2 separate regions of the Mus musculus genome follow, and region 2 is linked to region 1. The links are chromatin contacts, called in public promoter capture Hi-C maps. All regions are on one chromosome and are shown on one strand. The core of a region is the stretch at or near the end of the contact, and the rest is flanking DNA. Distances in the headings are between cores, read along the strand shown. Region 1 holds the start of Ak7 (adenylate kinase 7). Region 2 overlaps Setd3 (SET domain containing 3).

The links. Promoter capture Hi-C pulls out the DNA fragments that hold promoters and counts their contacts.
Region 2: a promoter capture Hi-C map of pre-B cells shows a contact between it and region 1, with 4 times the contacts expected there. The contact joins the enhancer-like site here to the promoter of Ak7 in region 1. A contact is called at or near these places in 7 of 39 promoter capture datasets (cranial neural crest, frontonasal cranial neural crest, hippocampal neurons and 4 more) and 2 of 115 datasets of contacts at active chromatin or transcription factors (astrocytes and large pre-B cells).

Annotation. Positions count from the first base shown.
Region 1 is chr12:105,703,138-105,709,018 of GRCm38.p6, forward strand. Ak7 (adenylate kinase 7) reads left to right here and starts at 2,845. Exons shown (of 18, transcript NM_030187.1): 1 at 2,845-3,129. The coding sequence starts at 3,028.
Region 2 is chr12:108,169,313-108,175,101 of GRCm38.p6, forward strand. The region is part of intron 1 of Setd3 (SET domain containing 3); the gene reads right to left. Among named protein-coding and RNA genes, the nearest start is that of Setd3, 7.1 kb to the right of the region's middle. Within about 2 kb of position 1,304, at least 52 of the 459 cell types and tissues checked have an H3K27ac peak or open chromatin away from gene starts, as enhancers often do. A contact at or near this core is called in pre-B cells, where this site is marked.

The DNA.
Region 1 (5,881 bases), core at 1,595-4,094:
TTTTGAGTTGAAGTGAGAGAAGGGAGTTGTTCTTTCCTTTATTACTTAAAACAAAGGGGATCAGTACACACACACACACACACACACACACACACACACACGTGTGAGCACAGGCAGACCTCTATCCTAAGCTAAGCTAGTTTTTAAGATTAACCATATAAATTAAACCTTGATTTTACTTCTAAAGAAAAAAAATCCTCTGACTCAAATCAATTTCAAAAGAGTTGTGCGTGAGCACACACATAGCCTGAGCATTGGGAAGTGAAGAAAGAGCCGAGGCTGTCATCCTCAGCTACAGAGGATACGGGAGGTCAGCCCAGGCGAAACCTAAAGTGGGATTACAGCAGTGGGCAGATGAGTTTAGACAACTCACAGGGGAGGAATAATGAAAGCTATTCAGTGACCACTTGAAAGGGGCTCCAAAATGGAGGAGGAGCACAGAAATACAACGTGAGAGGTGTTTGACTCTGCTGATAATGTGAGAAAATGTCAACAGTTGGACCATGGCAGGCAAGATGGCTCAGTGAAAGTACTATCTCCACACCAGACAGCCTGGATGGGAGCTCAGGACCTACGGGGGGGGGGGGGGGGGGGGGGCGCCTATTTCCACAAGTCTTTTAAAAAGAGTTTTGTTTCTTGTTTTTTGTTTTTTTAGTCAGGGTTTCTCTTGGTAGCCCTGGCTGTCCTAGAACTCACTCTGTAGATCAGGCTGGTCTCAAACTGGGAGATCCCCCAACCTCTGCCTCTCGAGCGCTGGGATTAAAGGTGTACACCCCCAGTGGACCAGCTAAAAAGAATTTAACAATGCCATTTCTTCAGCTAATTTGTAGTTCTCTTAACATAGCCAGAATTTAATGGCGGGCACTTGAACTGGAGTGTGTGCTGTTAACTAGCTACACCCTCGACAGAGCTTCTGGAGCTCCGTGAGTTCCCTCAAAGATAACTCTGTATTCGTTGCAATGCAAGGGGAGAATCCAGGCCTGGAGTTGTAGCTCAGGAGAGCTCATACTTAGATGTGCAACATCCCTGCATTGACACCCAGCACACAGAAAAAAAGAGACAAGAAATGGATGTGAGCTGAAAAGTTTGTGCTAGTCTGTCTGCTCTGAGTGTGTCCATGAAGAGAGCAGAGGCTTTATCTCCCATAATGACATGCCCACCTTCCCTCCTGCTCTGCTGAGCCCAAGCGCTTCCCACATAGCAAGTCAGCTGCTGGCTCTGTGACTACCCTCAGTGCTTTCTATGCAGGATGCCCTGTGCTCCCTCCAGTGTTCAGGGGCAAAACCTGCTGCTTGGTTCATATTAGGAATAGAGGAGGAAACTAGTTTGGGAATGGGCCACATTGACTTCGGAACTCTCCCTCTAAGCTCCCCCTGCCACCACCCTGGTATATTAGGTATAGCATTGCTGAGGCTTGCACTGATGAAAAAACTTGAGTAGCCACTGGGGCAGAATGGTCTTCTAGGACTTTGCAGTACTTAATAAAAGGCACCACACACAGTTGGTAGTAACATGCATGCACAGGAAAGAACTAATGGAATGATACAGCAGTTGCTATAATATAATCAATATAATCAATATAACCAATAGGCACACAATGGCTCAGCAGTCAAGAGCACTGGCTGCTCTTGCAGAAGACCTGAGAGTGGTGCCTCATAGCTCTCTGTTATTCCAGTTCCAGGGATCCAACGTCTCTTTTGGTCTTGGATGCCACCAGGAAAACATGTGACACAGAGACATTCATGCAGGCAAACACACGTACACATAAAAATAAATATTTAATTTCTATATATGCATGCATATTTGCATAAAATACGTTCATGTATTTAGATTTAACAAGTTAGTGTTTAAAACTATTTCAGTGCAGTCGGACCCTTCCAACAAAACAAGCCGGTTGTTTCATAACACACCACAACTTTTGATGAAAACAAAATACACATTGTTTATTGCATTAATGTATTTGTGGAAGAGGGGTGTGTGTGCCAGGGCACATGTGTAGAGGACAGCTTGCTGGAGCCCGGTCTCTTTGGGACAGAGGGATGGAACTCACGTTGTAAGGCTTGATGGCACCTCCTTCACCCTCCGAGCAAGAGGTGGTTTATTTCAGCAACTGCACGAGTATTCTCATTTGTAAAGAAGACCCAGAGCTTAAACGGTCTGAGTGTAAACTTCATGATTGTGTGTGAATTCCTGGTCACAAAGTCCCTCCAGGCACCTCCACCAAATCCCCAGGCAGGGTGGTAAGGGGGGAGGGGGCATCTGAAAATGCTTAGGAAAGACAATCTGGGAAGAAAAATCTCAATTGAGAAGATGCCTCCATAAGAATGGCTTACAGGCATGTGTATGGGGCATTTTCTTCATTGATAGAAGACCCAGATCACCGTGAGCATCCTGCCCTTGATCCTGAGTTCTCTTAAGAAAGCAGACCGAGCAAGCCCGTAAGCCACGTTCCTCCAAGGTCTTTGCTTCCGTTCCTGCCTCCAGCCAGGTTCATGCCTTCTGCCCTGGCTTCCCTGGATGATGGGTCTACAACCTGTTAGTTTTGGTCTGGTACTCTCACAGCAATAGAAAGCAAACTAGTCAAACCCCTAAGCCAGTAGAACCCTGTGCACCAAGCAGCTACTGGGCAGTACAGGCTGTGGTGGTGGGCTCTCACGCTGTGGTCCTTGACCCCAAAACTCGTGACATCTGCTTTTCTTTACAGTAGAGAAATTGTTTACCCAAGCAGAGCGTCCTACAGGAGATGTGCCGAAGGCAGTTAGACAGTTCTCCAGGGAGATCAGCCCCGCCCTTTAGGACACGCCCCGGCCAGACCCGTGCCACGCCCCCAACGGACCCTCCCCCAGAGCTGCACCCTATCCAGAGCCCTCACCACAGGACACGCCCCGCCCAAAAGCAAGCCACACCCCTCCGAGAGTCCGAGCCTCGCCTCAGGGAGCCTGACCCTTTCAGCCTTCCAAAGCCCAGCCTCTCCTCCTTAGCAACCGACAGGACTCTTTCACCTTAGCAACTACTACAGCTTCCACCATGGCTGAAGAGGAAGTTCCTGCGACCACCGAAAAAGTTCTGAAGATACAGAGGGTATTCATAAACCATCTGGACACCTATAGCAGCGGAAACATAGGAAAGGTGAGCGGTGACCCGAGCCAAACTGGCCCTCAACCCTCAGTGTGTGTCCCTGATCTATCTCCACAGCAAAGGCCTGCATCACTGGCTGTTAGGAGCCTCCCCGGGGGAAGAAGATTCCAATCCTAGCACATCAGTGCCTCCAGGACCTGTCCCTAAGCAGGCTTGACCCATGTTCCTTCCTAATAACGCAGGTGTTTTGGCTATGGTGAAAATGAGGCTCAAGAGAGGAAAGGGCTTGCACAAATCATAGGTATTATGGGCGGGACCTGGAGCACACAACGCGTAAGTCCCGCCATTATGTCATCCAGGAAACATCCATCTAGCGTTTTTAAGCATCTGTTTTGTGCTAGGCACAATTTCTGACCAGGTCCCATTAAGCTTCCTTACTTCCAGGAAAGTTATGGAGATGACTTAGCAGGAGACCTTACTTGAGACACAAGTGTGAGGACCTGAGGTCTGACCCCCATCATCTATGGAGAAAGTGAGCAAGTAGTATTCTACCTCTAGCGTAAACACACACACACACACTCACACACACACACACACACACACACACACACACATGATCCCAAGAGAGAACCTAGGAGCTGTCATTCTAAATTGTTCATCCAAAGACAGTCATGTTTTAGGGGCTGGAGACCCAGGTTCAATTCCCAGCACTCATATGGCAGTCCAGATTGTCTGTAACTCCAGTCCAAGATGATCTGATGCCTCTTTTTTGGCTTCTGGCGGCACACTGCATGCACATGGCACACACACACACACACACACGCCCTCACAAACACACACACATGCACATAAAATAAAAATAAATCTTAGCACACACCTGCAGAGGCCCTGCCATTGAGGACTCTGGATCCGTTGGGTTGAGGAATCTGCCAGCTTGTGGGAAGTCAAAGGTAATGAGGTACCCTCACCCTCGCTGCACTGCTAATTAAGTAGCAGAGGGGATTAGAACTCAGGCTTCCTGCCTCCCAAGATGGTTAAAAATGAGTGTGGAAACAAACCCCCTAGTGACTCATTAAAGCAAATCACCAGATGACCAGTTGTGGCATAATTAAATTCTGGCGTGGATTATCAAGGGGTGGTGGCCTGCTGGACGGCTCTACAACTGTAGCACTGGGATAGGCAGAAAGGGGTGGGAATGGAAGCTCATGTTCTCCACTGGACAGAAAGCTTTCATCCGAGCAAGCAACGCTCTGAGTGTAAGGATACAGAAGAGAACGGTGTGAAGATACCAGAGGCAGCTCTCTTCACAGCTGGGCGTGCATTTTATGAAGAGTTGGTTTTTCCTCTTTCTTTCTTTTTTCTTTTTTCTTTTTGTTTTTGTTTTTGTTTTTGTTTTTGTTTTTTTGGGTTTTTTGTTTTGTTTTGTTTGGGGGGGTTGTTTTTTGTTTTTTTGTTTTTTGTTTGTTTGTTTGGGTTTTTTTTTTTTTTTTCGAGGCAGGGTTTATCTGTATAGCTCTGGCTGTCCTGGAAGTCACTTTTGTAGACCAGGCTGGACTTGAACTCAGAAATCCAGCTCTGCCTCCCAAGTGCTGGGATTAAAGGTGTGCACCACCACGCCCGACTTCTTTCTTTTCTTTTTCCAGTTGTTTTGTTCTCTTATGATCTTGGTTGTTCTGGTTCCATAATGGTGATTGGGTTGTTGGTTTGTTTTTTTTTTTTTTAATTGACACTGGACTGAGATAGAGGTTTTTGCATTACAGATTGAGTCTTTAAAGATAAGTAACTAAATCTTAGCACTGTTTTATGCTTCAGTAAGAGCGGCTACTGGCCCCTTGTGTCCTCTGAGCGCGGCTGTATGGTTGGTCCCAAAGGGGAAGCGCTGTAAGCAAAAGTAAATGACGTCAAATCCTAGAGAGCAGCATTGGATAAGAAAGGGCTGCGATCCCGTAGTGCCAGCATTCAAAAACTGAGGCTAGGGCTGGAGAGATGGCTCGGCGGTTAAGAGCTCTGACTGCTCTTCTGAAGGTCCTGAGTTCAATTCCCAGCAATCACATGGTGGCTCACAACCATCTATAATGAGATCTGGTGCCCTTTTCTGGTGTGTCTAAGAGAGCAACAGTGTACTTACATATATTAAACAAACAAACAAACAAACAAACAAAAAACAAAAACCTGAGGCTAGCCTGGGCTACATAGCGAGCAATTGTCTACAAAAAAAGTAAGGAGTAAATAGCTCATCAATTTTTAGACGCTTGAAAGTATCTCAGTGGTAGAGCATTTGCCTAGCATGTGAGAAGCCCTGTGTTTAATACACACCCTAACCATAATAATTTATATTGATTCCATATTAAACTGATAAATAATGTGTTTGGGTTTATTAGATCAAGTAGAACATTTAAGGGCTAACTAATGGCTGTGGTAGTGACCTTGGCCAGCACATGCAAGGAACTGCATTTGATCCCCAGTACTAAAATAAAGCTTTAAAATTGATTTCATCGGTTTTTCATTATTCAGATGTAACCATTAGACAGGTTTAAAGATGACTCAGAAGGTAAGAGCACTGACTGCTCTTCTGAAGGTCCTGAGTTCAAATCCCAGAAAACCACCCATAATGAGATCTGACGCCCTCTCCTGGCACGTCTGAAGACAGCTACAGTGTACTTATGTATAATAATAAATAAATCTTTGAGCCAGAGTGAGCAGGGACTGAGCGAGCAGAGTTGATTGGAGCGATCAGGGCCAACTGGAGTGAGCAGGGCTGACTGAAGTGGGCAGAGGTCCTAAAATTAATTCCCAACAACCA
Region 2 (5,789 bases), core at 54-2,553, 2.5 Mb after region 1:
CAATTCCTAAAGTAAAAATATACATTTATACAGGGTGGGTGAGACACAGCTTGACCATTGTGCATATATGGAAAGACTTTCGTATATTAAATAACAGAACCTCTGGAAATACATTCATATTTTTTGTGGTTTTCTCTCTCTGAAAGCAGCTAAGCAGGATATTATTTGTTTCTGGTACCAAAGGAAGAGCTATGACCAAGCACAGCTGGAAGCTCAGGGGGAAAGGGGATACTTGCGACAAGGGCCACAAGCATTTGTCCATGTGGCCACCACAGCTTAGTAAGGTCGATACTGAGGACTCCAGCTCTTAGGAAGCTGAGAGGATGCTGTGACTTGGCCAAGAGACCAGAGGCACCAAGCAGCAGACCCCAGCTTGAAGCCATGGATCAGCTGCACCATCCAGGCTGACTCTAAACATAAAGGCACTTGAGTAAACAAGCTCCCCTATCCCCTGGGTAGGCAATAGTGACCAATGTGAAGGACATCAAAACCAGGGAAAGCCAGGCCTACAGGTCTCAGCATTGAGACCAGAAATTAAGTCACACCCAAAGCAAAGCGGCAGAGATAATTCTCCAAATGCCCAAGTAACAGAAGACAGAGGGCAAGGAAGTACAGTGTAAGAAGGATGACTGAAAGAATCAGGTAGTAAAGTCGTTTCCTAAATCCAATTCTGCTTTGACAGTTTTCACTTCAAAATTCATCTATGCTGTGTGATCTCCCTAACCTTGTGGATTTGAAATGATTACCCAGACTTCACACTTGTGATTCAAAACTTTGCTACACACAATGGTTCATTCTGTGATTCAGTTAACTTGGGTGCCTGTTGCTTCCAACTTTTAAACAGAGCTGTCAAAGAGGTACCAAGCACATCTTTAACAGTCTGAGTGTGTGGGGGGAGAGGGGGTAGGTACTCACTCACCAGTGTCCTATAAAGACCAAATATTACTAATACTCCTTCTACATATTCATGTAAACATATGCTAAATTAAGCACCTATGCACTTACTCTTTCTCTATCCCTTTCCCCCTTGCTCTCATGAGAAATGTTAGCTGAGCCAGGCGTGGTGGCGCACGCCTTTAATCCCAGCACTTGGGAGGCAGAGGCAGGCGGATTTCTGAGTTCAAGGCCAGCCTGGTCTACAGAGTGAGTTCCAGGACACCCAGGGCTACACAGAGAAACCCTGTCTCGAAAAACCGAAAAACAAAACTTAACAAAAAGAAATGTTAGCTGTATAGCACAAGGGTAAGTGAAAGATACTCTCCCCTGAAGTTTAGACTGAAATAGCATATGAACTATCATGGGAGAAGCAGAAGTGAGGCCTAAACAGCAACCACAACAATAAGTATTACTTTAGACAAAGGAAGGAAGGGAGGGAGAGAGGAGGAGGGCGGGAGGACAGACAGACAGACTAGTAGGGAAACCAGCAGAGTTTCACTCTCAGTTGGCACCTACAGAAGTAGGCCTTGCTGTAAGTCCACCCACCTGTCTCCATTCACCACCCAGAAGTTTATAGAAGGTACAGGACCCTCAAGCCTGGCCCTTTTAAGTCAGTATAGACTACTTAGCAAGCCAAACAGCCACCTCCCTGCGTAACAGACAGGGAAACAAACATAACTGTTAATTGCAGGCTGACTGGCAAGAAGGGACAACTGTGACTACTGATAACTTCCACCATTTAATTATTTCCCATTCTAATCTATACAGGGAACTAAATAGACCATACTTTGGGGACCATGCTAGAGGAGGAGGTGACAGGGTAGAGGCATTATTACACAGTATAACTCATATGTACTAATAGATGACATTCAGTTGCAAAAACATGACTTGCATTCATAATTAAAATGGGAAAAAATTATATAAACTGGACATTGGCAAAAAAAATTACCCTCTCTGGTAAAAATCTATTAGCTGAATGGGCAGGCAACATCTATGAAAGAACTAGTAACCATGTGACTAACTTGTACAAAAGTATAAACCCCTGATTCCAGCCTGCCAGCAGAATATCTCTTTGACAACCATGCATGCCCTCACAGAAGCAGTGACCTGAGCTAAAACTTGGGCTGTCTTCTACAGCCCTTCTTCTGCTCCCTGCCACCAGGATACTTTAATTAAGTTCTTCCTGAAAATGCTGCTTTGAAATAAGTACAGCTAGAATAAACACTTTTGATAGTAGGTATTTGGCAATTTGCCTAGGAAACCTAACTCTGACCCAGCACCATCTGCTTCTCAATGTAGTTTGCACTGACCCAACTTGGCAGCTGTGTCTTCTGAAGGAGGTTCTGTTTGTGTGCTTCTTCCTGCTCCAAGCTTTCAGCTGTAAAATACACCTGAGGGGGTGAAGCCAGCCAATGTGTATAGAAGAACAGGAAACAATCCCTTCCCCATTTCACTAACTATTCTGTAGACCATGAGAATCAAACATCACAATGAAGTACACACAGAATGGGTTGGGAAACAGAAAGACACAGGGCAACATTTTCTGTCCCAAACCCAGCACTGGCAAGGTGCTTCATGGTGGTGCCTTCCTTGGCTTCACGTGGTGCCAGCTTAACTGGAACTGACAGTTACCAGAAGCACACTCTGGCTTGGCCCAGAATGCCACACCATAATAACTTAGACCAGCATGCCATGCTACAATAACTTACACCAGTGTGGCTGGTACCCACCAACTGGCACAACACTCCGGAATCAATGGAGGTGCTCTATGCCATAGACTCAAAGGAATCAAGAAGTCAAGGCAAGCAGTTCAAAGAACGGATTTTGACTCAGTAGCTACTTAAGTACCAACAGAAACATAGATCTAAGTTTTAATCTCTTTACAGAACAATTTGGACTATTATATAAATGCAGCGTAACTAGAGAATTCAAAAAAGTTCCTTTCCACAAAAATATTGACTATTTTTCCAGAAATTTAAACAATAATTCTAAATTTTAAACCATCTGATTGTCTTTCAGCATAAAAGGTTTGAGCTGTTAAATTATAAGCACACTGAGGTTAACTCCTGGCTTCTTGACTGTGAGTGGATGAACCCTGAACTCAAGCCTCCCCCATGGCAGTCAGCAGAAGCAGCAGCATGAACACCATCAGTGACTACTGCATCCATACAGCAGGCATCAGGAGTGTCTGAATGCCATCAGTAAAGTGAGGGAACCAACCAGATCAGCCTGCAGCTCTACAGCTCTAGTAACTGCCTGCCCAGGTCTAATTACTTTAACTTCAGTGAGGAATAGCTGACAAACTGAGGGACCTGAAGAAACAGAAAGGTATCCATCTCTTCCTCCAAGTGACAAGCCAGACCATGACAACTGGGCAAGCAGGCTGAACACAATGGAGTATCAGTTACACTTGGGGGAAAGAAATCTGTCTTTGTCGGAACTATATAAACTGGTCATTGACAAAAAATGACCCTCTGTGGTAAAAATCTATCATCTAAATGAGCAGGTGACATCTATGAAAGAACTAGTGATCATGTGACTAACTTGATTCCAGCCTGCCAGCAGGCTATCTCTTTGACTACCGTGCATGCCCTCAGAAGCAGTGACCTGAGCTAACTCTTGGGCTGTCTTCCCTGCTCCCTGCCAGCAGGATAGACCTGCACGCTGAGATTAGCTCTACCTTTTCTATCTGCTGCATCAAACCCAATGTTCTGTTATCTACACCATCCTTCAAATAAAGGAATCTACTCAGTCCCCACGAGGCTCCTATCTAAAATAATCATCTAAAAATAATAATAAAGTAAGGAGTCAGGAATCACTTCCATTACAGCTCTCTCTAAAACAAAGACAACAGTGTTAAATGGTGACAGGACAGCTGTAACCTGCTAAATCACCTTGAAGGCACTTACAATCCAAACATGAGATTCTAGATTCTAAAATTACAGAGCATCAGGACTGGAAGATACCTTTGAGATGATTATGTAAACCCTTATGCACAGCATTATGTCACCATCAACTGTCAATGCTTCACTATCCACCATCTGATTCTAGTCTGAAAACGTGGCTGGCTAACAAATTCACAACCTAAAGCACTCCATTCAGTCTTGGAGTCCTCTGATTGAAGAAGGTGGGCTACTGATGGCCATCAGTCCTGCCTGCTCACTTCTGAAGCAGTCTCTTACTTGTAAGCTACTCCTCTGGGACCTGTCCAAATTCTGTGAAGATGGCTTCCATGTTCTCCTTTTCCAGGCTTCTAGTATGTCACCCTCCCCAACTTCTCAAAAGTGAACCAACTCTGTACACTGCCCTCCAGAGAGCAAGGCAGCAAAAGTCCTTCTGAGGCAACCTGAGGGAGTCACACTTCAGTGGTACTTCTGCCCCACTGAAACTCATCTCAACATCTTACTAATTTTTGTAAGGTTGCTCCAGGTGGTTTATCAACCAAGAAAATCCATTCTCTTGCCCTGTGTATATTTCTTGAGTGTCTCACGGGACACACAGCCCTATTATAGCCTTTAAGATGAGAGGAGATCATATAAACTTATGTACAGAAAGACAGGTGCACTATACTAAACCTGAATATTCAAGTGAATGCAATAATTCTGCTGTTAGGTTATTTCAGGGTGACATTCCAGGCTACTGAAACCATATCATTCCTGCCATGTATTGTGGCAGTTTCCAAAATGACGGTTCTCATTCTAAGTGCATGGCCTGGACACACACTATCTATCATGGACCCAAGTGACCACCTTACACAACAGATGAGACAAATATCATTATGAACCTGTCACAGGTAAGAAAAATTAATGTATGTAACATGATAAGTTCAGCTGGTGTCAGAGCTTCATGAGTACTTCTCGACCATGGATTTTATGGATAAGCAATCATATATTGAGGATTTGGTTCAAAACCAGCCATGATCACTGCTATCCCTGATGTTCAAAAAGGCAACATATTCTTGTAGTAACAAAATATATGGGCATAAGGATTTTCTCTTTGGTTTTTCCAAGGATAAGGCTATTTTGTTTGTTTTGTCCAAGTATGCAGGAATGACTTCAGTTAAATATGGGACATGAACCAAACTTATAAAGGAACTTCCCCCAATCAGACAAATCTTCCTTCATCTCTGTAATTCACATCCTTGTTAAAGATCAAAAACCTGCAGAAGCCATGATGACCATGACAATGGTAATTAACAAACCAAAAACTTCATTAGTCACTAATAAATCCTTCAGAGTCAAAGCAACTTTAATAGTTCTTTTCATTCCTGATCTTTACTTTTTCTTAGTTGTACTTAGAAAACTGTTGACATTGAAGTCAGGCTTATTTTCTAAAACTTAAGTTGTTAAAACCTCCCAGTTGTAAATGCCTTTAAGACCACACCATGCCCTAATGAACTGTAATCTTTAAAATGGAAATGAATTGGGAGACTGAGACAAGATGAGTGCCAGCTCGGGGAGAGCAGAGGGGTGGGGAAGAGAACTTAGTGTAAGGCACCTGTCTGTCAGCTACTTGGAAACTTGAAGCGAGAGTCAAAAGTTCAAGAACAGTCAGCCGATGGTGGCAGATGCCTTTAATCCCAGCGCTAGAAGGCAAAGGCATGTGGACCTCTAAGTTTAAAGCCAACCTTTAAACTCTACAGAGTTCCAGGACAGCCAGGGCTACACAGAGAAACCCTGTCTTAAAAAACAAACAAACAAGCATAAAGTTCAAGGACAACACAACACAGCCTACCCTAACCTTACCTCACAATAAGAGCTTTTTAAAGGCCTAGAGATTTATACCACTTACCTGGGAGGTCCTGGGCTCAACTCAGTACTTCAAAAAGAAACTGAAACTCAGAGTCACAGACA